2 separate regions of the Pan troglodytes genome follow, and region 2 is linked to region 1. The links are chromatin contacts, called in public Hi-C maps. All regions are on one chromosome and are shown on one strand. The core of a region is the stretch at or near the end of the contact, and the rest is flanking DNA. Distances in the headings are between cores, read along the strand shown.

The links. Hi-C and Micro-C count contacts between places; a contact is called where the count stands out from the background.
Region 2: a Hi-C map of stem cell-derived neural progenitor cells shows a contact between it and region 1, with 5 times the contacts expected there. The contact joins the promoter of PSMD1 here to the enhancer-like site in region 1. A contact is called at or near these places in 1 of 7 Hi-C or Micro-C datasets (stem cell-derived neural progenitor cells) and 1 of 1 datasets of contacts at active chromatin or transcription factors (stem cell-derived excitatory neurons).

What each region holds. Positions count from the first base shown.
Region 1 is chr13:133,145,016-133,150,290 of NHGRI_mPanTro3-v2.0_pri, forward strand. No RefSeq gene overlaps it. Among named protein-coding and RNA genes, the nearest start is that of ITM2C, 36 kb to the left of the region's middle. Within about 2 kb of position 2,071, at least 8 of the 24 cell types and tissues checked have an H3K27ac peak or open chromatin away from gene starts, as enhancers often do. A contact at or near this core is called in stem cell-derived neural progenitor cells, where this site is marked.
Region 2 is chr13:133,302,866-133,308,140 of NHGRI_mPanTro3-v2.0_pri, forward strand. It overlaps PSMD1 (proteasome 26S subunit, non-ATPase 1), which reads left to right and starts at 2,914. Exons shown (of 25, transcript NM_001246549.1): 1 at 2,914-3,052. The coding sequence starts at 3,037.

The sequences.
Region 1 (5,275 bases), core at 821-3,320:
GTCACCTTGTTCAATGAGCAGGAGCAGGAGGAGAGTGTTGTCTAGGAGAAGCCCCCTTTTATTTATTTCCCTTCTGAGACAGGGTCTCGCTCTGTCACCCAGGTTGGGGTCCAGTGGCAGGATCACAGCTCATTGCAGCCTCAACCTCCCGAGCTCATGCAATCCTCCCACCTCAGCCCCCCAAGTAGCTGGGATGACAAGCACACCACCACACCCAGTTATTATTATTATTATTTTTTTTAATAGAGACAAGGTCTCACTACATTGCCCAGGCTGGTCTCAAACTCCTGAGCTCACGCGATCCTACTACCTTGGCCTCCCAAAGTGCTTACAGGTGTGAGTCACTGCACCCAGCCGGGAAGCCTCTTTTTAAAGTAAAGGACATAGACTGCACAGATTCAGCCCAGACTCCATCTATTTATCTATTTAATTGAGCTCCTACAATTTATTGAGCTTCTACTATGTGTCTGACACTCTGCTAAGTTTTGAAGATCCAGAGATGAACAAGACCTAGTCCCTTCCCTGAAGAGTTTATAGTTCAGAGCAGGCATTAGGGAAATTTTTTTGCAAAGGGCTAGATCACAAGTGTTTTCAGTTTTACAAACCATACAGTCTCTGTCATAACTACCGTGGTCTGCTGTAGCTCCAAAGCAGCCACTGCAGACAGTGTGAATGGACATGACTGTGTCCCCACAAGACTTGAAGGGCAGCAGCCTCCTGGCACAGAGGTGGAGAAAAACACACAAAGCCTCAGAGCACCTGCCAGGCCCCTGCTGAAGGTAGCAGCTCCAGGCGGCCCCATAGGCGGCATCTCACATGGCCCCATCTCCTCCGCCGTGGTTGATTGGACCAGGGAGGAGCACGTGATTCACAGGTAGCCCATCCTCAGGCTGCCAGTGATGGACACGGGTGGAGAGGCCAGCAGAGATAGTGGCCGCCAGCTGGGACAATGGTGGTAGGAGACAGAGACTGAAAGGCAGGAAGGATAGAGCAGAGCCAATAGACTTCCCTGGACCCTCAAGCCCTTCCAAACCTGAGCCGTGTTCCAGGCCCCATGGGGACCTCCCGGGAGGTCTTGCTGTGAGCCGGTCCTGGGACCCGGGCAGGCTTGCACAGAGCTGAGAGTCCTGTCTTCTTTATTTCCATGTACATCCTTCAACAAAACAGCTTTTGTTTCCTTCTTTCTTGTTTAACAATTCAGTAATTTTTAGAAAATTTATAAAGTTGTGCAACCATGCAACCATCACTGTCACCCAGCTTCCATAATAAACCTGAATGAGCTCCCTGCACTCAAGAGACCCTCACTCACCCCAGTTCCTTGTGGAAAGTTAGGGTGCCATGGGATCACAGAGGAGGGACCCCCAACTGGGGCCGGGGGCTCCGAGAAGTCTTCCCAGAGAGACCCAAGGACAGTCAGAGAATTCCTGGGATGATGTGGGGAAGGGGGATCCCCATCACCTCTTTGACCTTTAGTGGGCAGCAAGGGCCAACATCTGACCAGGTGCCTCCTGCGGCAGGCATGGTGTAGACAGAACACTTTGTCAGATGCCGATGAATCAAGCAGCTTTCCTGTTTCCTCCATACCCTCCATGCCCTCCTGTGGCAGCCTCAGTCCACCCCAGCGTCCTTAGACAGGGCCTTGCAGGCCAGGGCACACTGCAGGAAAGGGAAGAATCTGCACGTGGCTCCCTGGGACCGTCGATGATGGGCTTTGCTGCCTGCACCACCCGAGTTTTCATCCAAGAAAACACCCTAACCTGGTATTTCCCAGGGAATTCAAGTGAAATTGTCAAAAGGGCTTACACCCCTGTTTTAAGGCTGTGGAAGAGGTCTGGCCATACAATCTCCCTCTCCCTTTCCCCCTCCACCCCCAGGAAAGAGAGAATCTCCAAGCACCCATACCCAGGGCCTCTGTCTTCCCACTCCCCTCTCCCATCTCCCCATAAGGAGCCTTTCTCTTGCTGAAGCAGGAAACTTCATTTTGCTAACAGGAAGCTTCTTTGTTCCCTGCAAGAGAAACCAGCTCCAGCTAATTCAAGCAAAAGAAGGCTCTTCGCAGGGATGTGGAGCAGCTCACAGTTGCAAAGAGGTTGCTGAGCAACGTGCACTGCCTGGAGGTGACTGCAGCGGCCCTGGGCTTCCCTGGGCTCCCCCGCTGGCAGACAGAATCTGACAGCACAGTTTGGTGCAAGGGTCCCTGGCCTTGGTCCTTTGGATCACTCAGTGACAGGTAACAGGAGCCAGTGTGCTTCCCTATCCCATTAGAAGGATCTGGATTTGCTCCATTCACCCAGACGTGGGTTTCACCAGGAACTAGGGGTGTACATCATCTATGCCCAAACCCAGGGCACCCCTGAGTATACGGCATCTCCCAGTGGGCCATTAGGAAGATGCGCATACAAAAGAGATCGTTTTTCCAAGTGAGAAGATCCAGCTTGAATATACAAACTATTAGGGGTGTGCCTGTAATTGTTTAAATGTCTCCTGTAAGAGTTAATGCATTTGGTTTTAAAGACATCTTTTAATTCCACAGAAGGTAACTCCTTTCCACTTTCACATTTCATGGAACATTTTTTCATCTCAACCTGTCACCAGCATCTTGAGTGTCTGTCTCATCATCACCCCTGAGCCACGGTTTGAGTCACCGGTGACTTTCAGGGTACGTCACCTCCCTCTCCTCTCAGTTACAGAGATTCAGCACTTTTTAAATCCCCGCATGATGCTATCACTGGAAATTTTATCTAAGTTGCAAGTGCCCCTTCTCATAATATTGAGGGACTTAAAGTTGTTATTTGAACCTTAAGAGAAATATGAGAATCTTCTTAACTGGTGATTGGGGCACACCAGGCACCCCGGCATTATCATCAATCCTACCAGAGGGCTTCTGCACACAGCCAGGTATAAGGGGCTTGGAGCAAGCCCCTAGCTGTCTGTTATTATTAGCTGGTGCTATGGGGCCAGGACCCAGGGTCTTTGAGCCTGCAGTTGCTTCCTGGTCTGAAGCGAGGGCTGGGGCAGTGGTGATGACTGCAGCTGTCAATCACCAGGTATTTATCAGCTCTGCTCTGCACCCAGCCTGTGCCAGGCACACAGGGTGGACGGGAGCCACGAGACCTTGCTGTGAGAGGTGATTAAGAAGGAGCATTTCTACTTAGGACACCAGTGCAAGGGAGGACCAAATGAGGTGTAACAGACAAGGAGAGAATAAGCCTGTTCTCGACCAGGTGCAATTGAGTAGTGGAAGCCAGTGGGTGGGCTTGTGACAGCCCCTACTGGGGAGCAGATGGGTCGCCCCTTGATGGCTCAGGATCTCTGAAGAGCCCTGAGAGGATTTTGGAGTGGGTACAGTGGGCCAGGACACAGAGACCCAGAGTGGGGGTTAGCATGGGGTGCCATGCAAAAATCACTTACAAGGGCATCAGAGAGCTGGTGCTGCTCATGCCCCCGTGGGCCTCAGCTTCCACGTCTGCACAATAGTTCCCTTCAAGCCAAGGTCTTGTTACAGACCTGTTTCTAGCCCCAACTCCTCCAGTTTTATGGGGTCACCCCCCCCTTTTTAAATCTCCAAGCAGAAGGGCTTGTGATTTTATCCCACATTCGGTGGGAACCCTATCATCTCCCATCATAGTCCTGGAAACTGCCAAATTCTCCTCTGAGCCCTGAGTCCTACAGGAACTGTCCTCCACGTGTATCTGAGCCCACAGGGAGCATCTTCCCCCTTCCTTTCTCCAATAAAGGACAACTGACTCCAGGGAGAACTGGTGGGAGACTTCCCTGAAGGCCAGGGGTGAAGGAGATGGATGGTAATGCACAGCAACCGGAAACACCCCCCAGCCCCATCCTGCCAAGGGAGTGCTCCTTCCCTTATGCCACCCACTCACCTGGTTTTGTTGGTTTCAGATGCAGTGCAGCCTTGGGAAGTCGGTGCTGGACCCCACCTGTGCAGCCTGTTTGCTGCAATTTCAGAGTCACTGGAGATACAGTATTTATAAAAGCATTTGTCTCTTGGTTTGAACTACAGCTTTGCTCCCAGTTTCAATGTATATAGTCCTTGGAGGAACAACCCTGGCCAAGAAGTTATACCAGAGGCAACTGACCCCTAAGAGCAGGTGATGAAGAGCAGGAGGAGAGAGATGGCTGCGAGCTGGAAGAAGGGTGGTAGTTTGCAATGGTGGGGACAGGGGATACCACAGGAGGGGATTAGGAATTGGGAAAAGGAATTCACAATCGTGTCAAAGGCAGAATCTGCTGGGAGTGGTTGGGCCTTGGAGATGCTTGATTGGGTGACAATTAGATGACCCCAAGTACTTTCATAAGAACTTTTATAACATAAGGTTAGGGAGCTGGGTGCAGTGGTTCACGCCCGTAGTCCCAGCATTTTGGGAGGCCAAGGTGGGAGGATCACTCAAGCCCAGGAGTTTGAGCCCAGCCTGGCCAACAGGGTGAAACTCCATCTCTATTAAAAATACAAAAAATTAGCCGGGCATGGTGGCAGGTGCCTGTAGTCCCAGCTATTCGGGAGGCTGAGGCAGGAGAATCACTTGAACCCGAGAGGCGGAGGTTGCCATGAGCTGAGATAGCACCACTGCTCTCCAACCTGGGCAACAGAGCAAGACTCTGTCTCAAAAACAAAACAAAAACAAAAACAAAACCATAAAGGTAGGTAAGGTCATCCTCTGATAGTGGAACTTACTACATAGATACATGCCAGGAGGCAGTAATAGTAATAAAATATCATATAAGACGATGATGGTGAAACTGGTATGACCTACTTCACCAACTTAGATTACAAAATGGTCAAATTTCTTTAATTGCTTAATTTATTTTTCCCTATGTGTCTTTTAGGCAGAAGACTTGCCCCCAAATTACTCAAAGACCCCAGGGACCTCCTTTGCTTCCACACCTGAGGGAGGAGAGCCAGGGTTCCATCAGCCCCTGCTGCTGTTTCTCCAAGCTGTCACAAGGTGTCACTGTTGCAGCTTGGTGTCTCAAGGAGGGACGCTGCTGCCCCAGACGCTGGGATGCCCTTGGTGGTTGAGGTTCAGGCTTAAGACTCTTCTTAGTTATCATGTCACACTCGGCCATCCCTTCCCAAAGCATAGCTCCTGGGGCAGGGCGGCTGGGTTTGAAGGGGTGTCCAGTATCAGCCACATTCCATGCTGGCCAGAACAGTGTTATCAGTTGAGATCCCCCTTAACACAAGGTGATTTATTTTGGGGGCCTCATTGCTTGCCCCTGCCACTGCTTCTTGGATTGCCCTACAACTCCTAGACAG
Region 2 (5,275 bases), core at 1,664-4,163, 160 kb after region 1:
AACTATTGGGTAATGGAGTGAGGATGGGAGAGGCCGGTGTGAGAGATTAAAGAGGAGATCTGGTGCTGACTGTTGTGGGAGAAGAGAACAGTCAGATTTCTGTTGCAGTGGCTGATGGATGTCCTTCACCCACACTGAGGTCAAGGAAGGAAACACACAACTGTGGGACGACAACAGCGTGCACAACTTTGAGGTCACTGAGTTGAAGGAGCCTATGACTCTGCCAAGCAGAGATGCCCAGGAAGTGTGTGAGTCTGTGCTCAGGAGAAAGGGCAGGGCAGTAGAGACACATTTTATGAGCCACCACCTTGTGCACAGCAGCCAATGGCACTTCACTCTTACAGGGGATGCAGGGAGTGAGAAGAAGGCCATGGACAGAAACACAGAAGAAAGACACATAAAAAAATAGAATCCAAGATGGGGACTGAAGATTTGAAGGAGCAGAAGTAATCAGAGTTGAGTTTCGAAAAGATTGCTCTGGCTAAAGAATGCAGAATGGACTGGAGAGGGAGAAGCCACAGGCATGGGCCAGTCACTCAGGAGGGAGAACAGAATCCTGCCGGGGGGAGAAGTCTGATGTCTGTGTCCAAGCTACTTACCTTTTGCCCATCTCACAGGTTCACGTGAGGCTCACATGGGGTTGTGGCAATGACACACACAGCATCCAAGTGGAAGACAGGATTGTCCTCTCATACAGAATGCCTTCTCCTTGAAGAGCAGAGGTGGCATGTTGACCACCTCTCTGTTTTAAAACATGTTGAATTAGTAGCCAACATTTAAAATTCTGGAGATGTTGCATGAAATTCTGATTTCTGGCTTCTCTTAGAAAAAACACGACTTCCAACAGTCACCCTGCATTCTTGGCAGGAACTGAGTAGCAGTTGCTCTCTTTAGCAGTTGCTCTCTTTAGATGGGGCACTCACTTTTTTTTTTTTTTCCTTTTTAGACGGAGTCTCACTCTGTCGCCAGGCTGGAGTGCAATGGTGTGATCTTGGCTCACTGCAACCTCCACCTCCTGGGTTCAAGCGATTCTTCTGCCTCAGCCTTCTGAGTAGCTGGGACTACAGGTGCCCGCCACCACACCTGGCTAATTTTTGTTTTTAGTAGAGACGGGGTTTCATCATGTTGGCCAGGCTTTGGTCTCGAACTCCTGACCTCAGGTGATCCGCCCACCTCGGCCTCCCAAAGTGCTGGGATTACAGGCGTGAGCCACCGCGCCCGGCCAGGAATTCACTCTTCATCACTGTCCCCACCACCCCCTAGTGCCTCCTTGACACTGTTAGTTGCCATTCACCATCCTGTGGAGCTTGTATTTTCTTTCGCTGGACCTGCTTTACTCATTTTCATTACCTGTTGGCATTTGTTTGTGACTACTCTAGGGGTTTGGGGAATACAACTGTCTTCATGTGAGGGGCTTGGTAGAAGTGCCTCTGTAGAGCCGGGTGCAGTGACTCACGTCTTTAATCCCAGCACCTTGGGAGGCCGAGGCGGGCGGATCATGAGGTCAGGAGATCGAGACCATCCTAGCTAACATGGTGAAACCCCGTCTCTACTAAAAATACAAAAATTAGCTAGGTGTGGTGGCATACACCTGTAGTCCCAGCTACTTGGGAGACTGAGGCAGGAGAATCGCTTGAACCCAGGAGGCGGAGGTTGCAGTGAGCCGAGATTGCGCCATTGCACTCCAGCCTGGGTGGCAGAGGGACACTCCATCTCAAAAACAAAAAAAAAAGAAGTGCCTCTGTAGAATGACACCCCAAGTAATCTGTTTACTTTGCATGCACATCTTCTCGAGCCCTGCCTTTCAATCTGAGCCACAGGCTCTTCAAAAATGTTCAATAATTATATTTAATATATTTTAAACAACCACAGTTTAAGAACTCTAATTTAAACAAAAAAACTCACAGATACAACAAAATGTGTTATCAAGCATATTTAATTCACTGGCAACCACAAGACATTGATTGTGCCCCTAGGTTACATAGAAGGCCATAGAAATGAACTCGCCATCGCTGTGCGATTGAAGAGTTTAGCTTGATAGTGCAAGGCCGGTGGCTGAAAAAAATGCTACCGTTTGCCACTATTCCTTGTCAAGACTTTCTCGGTACTGACTCTTGAAATAAATTGACTTCTTGAAGCTAGCATAAGACTGCAAATGGCCATTGCAACTGCCATTTCAAATTTCTGAAGATGTATTAGAAACGAAGAACCCACTGCCGTCGGGGGAAAAGAGGACCTGGGCAGATAGAAAGAAAGAATGGAAGACATTTTTTCTCCCTTGGAAAGGCTTTCGCCATATAACTACTGCACATTTTAATATATTGACAACACTGGACATTTTTCCAAAAGTAAGTAAAAACCTTCATTGTTCAACTTTATAATAAGCCAATGATTACTTGTGGATTCATTATGATAATAAAGCACTTCTATGGGGATTTTCTTTTTTTCATGATAGGTTTTGCTTTAGAAAACAATTGAAAGCCACTTTTCTGGAAAAAAAAAAAACGCTGTTTGCGGCAGCCCCAATTCCCTAAGCATTATCTGGTGGGAGATGTGGTGCAGCGAGACCTCCCACCAGTAGGTGGCACTGCGCGCAATGCTCGCACCTCCCTTCAACACCCTTTCTCTCAGCAATGGCGGGTGATGGTGGGGTCCTCTCTTTGCAGGGCTGGCCATTCTAATGCCTGACCTCAGGTGCAGACCAGTGTTCCATTACGCGGGACTCCTGACCTCGAGGAGGTTTAGAGAAAACAATGGTGTTCTCCGTGTACCCTTCCGCGAGGGCTGGGGAGTAGACCGCCGCGCAGAAGACGCAGGCCAGGGGAGAATTCGCGCCGGGCGGCAGGCGGGGCGGCGGGCAGCCCCGGGGCGGGCGGGGTCCTGGCGAGAAGCGAGCCGGCGGCCTGAGGAGGCGACTGACTGAGCAGCGCACCCGGGGAGCAAGGAGGCGCGGTGAACTGAGCGGGCCCTGAGCTGACAGATACACTGCGCAGCTGGAACGGCGAGCGAGCCGACGGGCGAGTGAGGGGCGCAGCCATGATCACCTCGGCCGGTGAGTGCGGCCCGTAGCCAGCGCCTGGAGGGAGGAGCCGCCGCCGCGCCGGCTTTTAGCTGAGTCAGGGCCGGTGACTGGGCGCCTCCCGGCGGAACGCCGGCCTGGGCAGCTTCTTGCTGCCCAAGGCCCACCCCCGGGCCGGGGGGCTGGGAGTCTGATCAGGTCACTGCGTGCTTCTCTGGCTTGAGGGAATCGAGCCGGGTCGACCGCCTCGGCATCCCTCCCCAACCACACCCCAGCGCCAGGACCCGAGGGGCTTCCTGGGCCTTCCCTTGACCCCAGAAGGGTTTCCCTTTTTTCTGTGCCTGCCATTCTTGGCCGTGTGAGGTCGTCCAGCCCCAGTTCTTGCCCGCAGGGGGCCGGGGTGGGATGGGCCCCTGTGCCATTGAACAGTAAGGCAAACCCCCCTGATCAGGCAGCCTAACTGCTACAGAAGTGTTTCTGGACGTGGCTGAGCTCCATTCGCCTTAGAATGAAACCCGAAATTAGGTTTGAGGTGGGTCATTTCTGGGTCCGATCCAAGGGTGTTCATTCAAAACACCCAGAGAACTTTTGGGTTCGGCGAAGACCCTAAAGACGCCCTGGAGATACCTTTATACTGAGAGCCTACTTATACCCTTTCGAGGTTATGTGCTCAGTCTGTTGACTGTACATTCAAGAAAGAATGGATGGATCTGCGGAGCAGGTTTCATACGCGCAAACCATTGCATAGGTAGATTCACGTAGTGACATTTGCAATGGAGTAAGTTACAGAGATCAAGTTTCAATTGGAGACAAGCTCCCCGTTACAGATTGACTTGCATATAGCTGTCCAGAGCCTTGGTGCTTTTTTCCGTTGCCTGTTTACATACCCTTTTCTCATTTTCTTACTCTGTGCTTGACCCACAAAAAAAGCATTTTATTGTAAACAAACTGGTGAGCAGAAGACAGTAATCTGGATGGTAAGGCGATCAAAACTTTATTTTTATGAGGATTGGTTAAGGAGATCGTTGGAGATACTGGGAGACGTAGTTACTTTCAAACATTTGAAGAGCTGTCACTTGTACCTGAAATAAGACTTTTTGTCCCCAAGAGATACAAGTGATCGCGAGATGAATTTTAGTTCAGTATCAGGAAGTTTTTCCAGTCAGAGCTTTGTAAAGATCAAATAAACACTCAGTTTCTTGCCACCTAGAGGCCTCATTCTATTTCAAATCCATCCATTACCAATGTTTCTTCTAACTTGGCCCAAACCACCTTCATCTCTTGTCTGGGTTACTATGTCAGCCTTAAGGCTTTGTTTTCGACCATTACCTCCGTACAGCCCGTTTTTCTTGTGGACTATGCTTTTTAAAACTTCAATCACATAATTCTTCTTTGCTTACAGTCCACCAGTGCTTCCATTGTGTTTAGAGCAGCCGTGTCCAACCCTTTGAATTCGAGGACTTTTTTTCTTACTGTGGTGGTGGACATGGTGAAAATTATATACAAACCTTTTTTTTTTTTTTTTTTTTTAGCTCATTAGCTATCATTAGTGTTAGTGTATTTTATGTATGCCCCAAGACACTTCTTCCATTGTGGCCCAGGGGAGCCAAAAGGTTGGACACCCCTGGCATACAGTAAAATCCAGACTCTTAACCAAGGACCCACATGATCTGATTCCCGCCTTGTCTTGTAGTACTGTCTTCTTCACTCAATACATCCTAATCACACTGGACTTTTTGTTCCTTGAATATGTCAGTTTCTCTCCTATCTCGGGGCCCTGGCACATTCTGTTCCTTTCTAGTCTTCTCTTCCTCAGATTTTCCCTTAGCTTCTCAATCTTTCGTCTCAACTCAAATGTTATCCTTCCCTGATCATTCTATTAAAACACGCTTACTCTCCCTCCACCACAGCTCTGTAATTGCCTTGTTTGTTTACTTGCCTGATCACTGTCTCTCTCTCTCTCTCTGGTAGAATTTTGAGCAGGAAGCTTGTTTTCACAATTCTTAGAATACTGCTCAGAGCATGGCAGAAATTCAAAAGTATGTCTTGACTGAAGAGCTCAGTCAGCCAGTCAAAGCAATTAATCAGTCCCTTGAGTTTTTAAAGTAGAGGCGGAAAAAGCACTTGGTGACAATATAATAGACTTTAAGCCTCTTTAAGGTGGCAAAACTAATAATTTTTGAGGTCCTATCCTGAGATTCTGTGATGATCATATAGTGTATATTTATTACTGCCATTTAAGTTTATTGGATTACT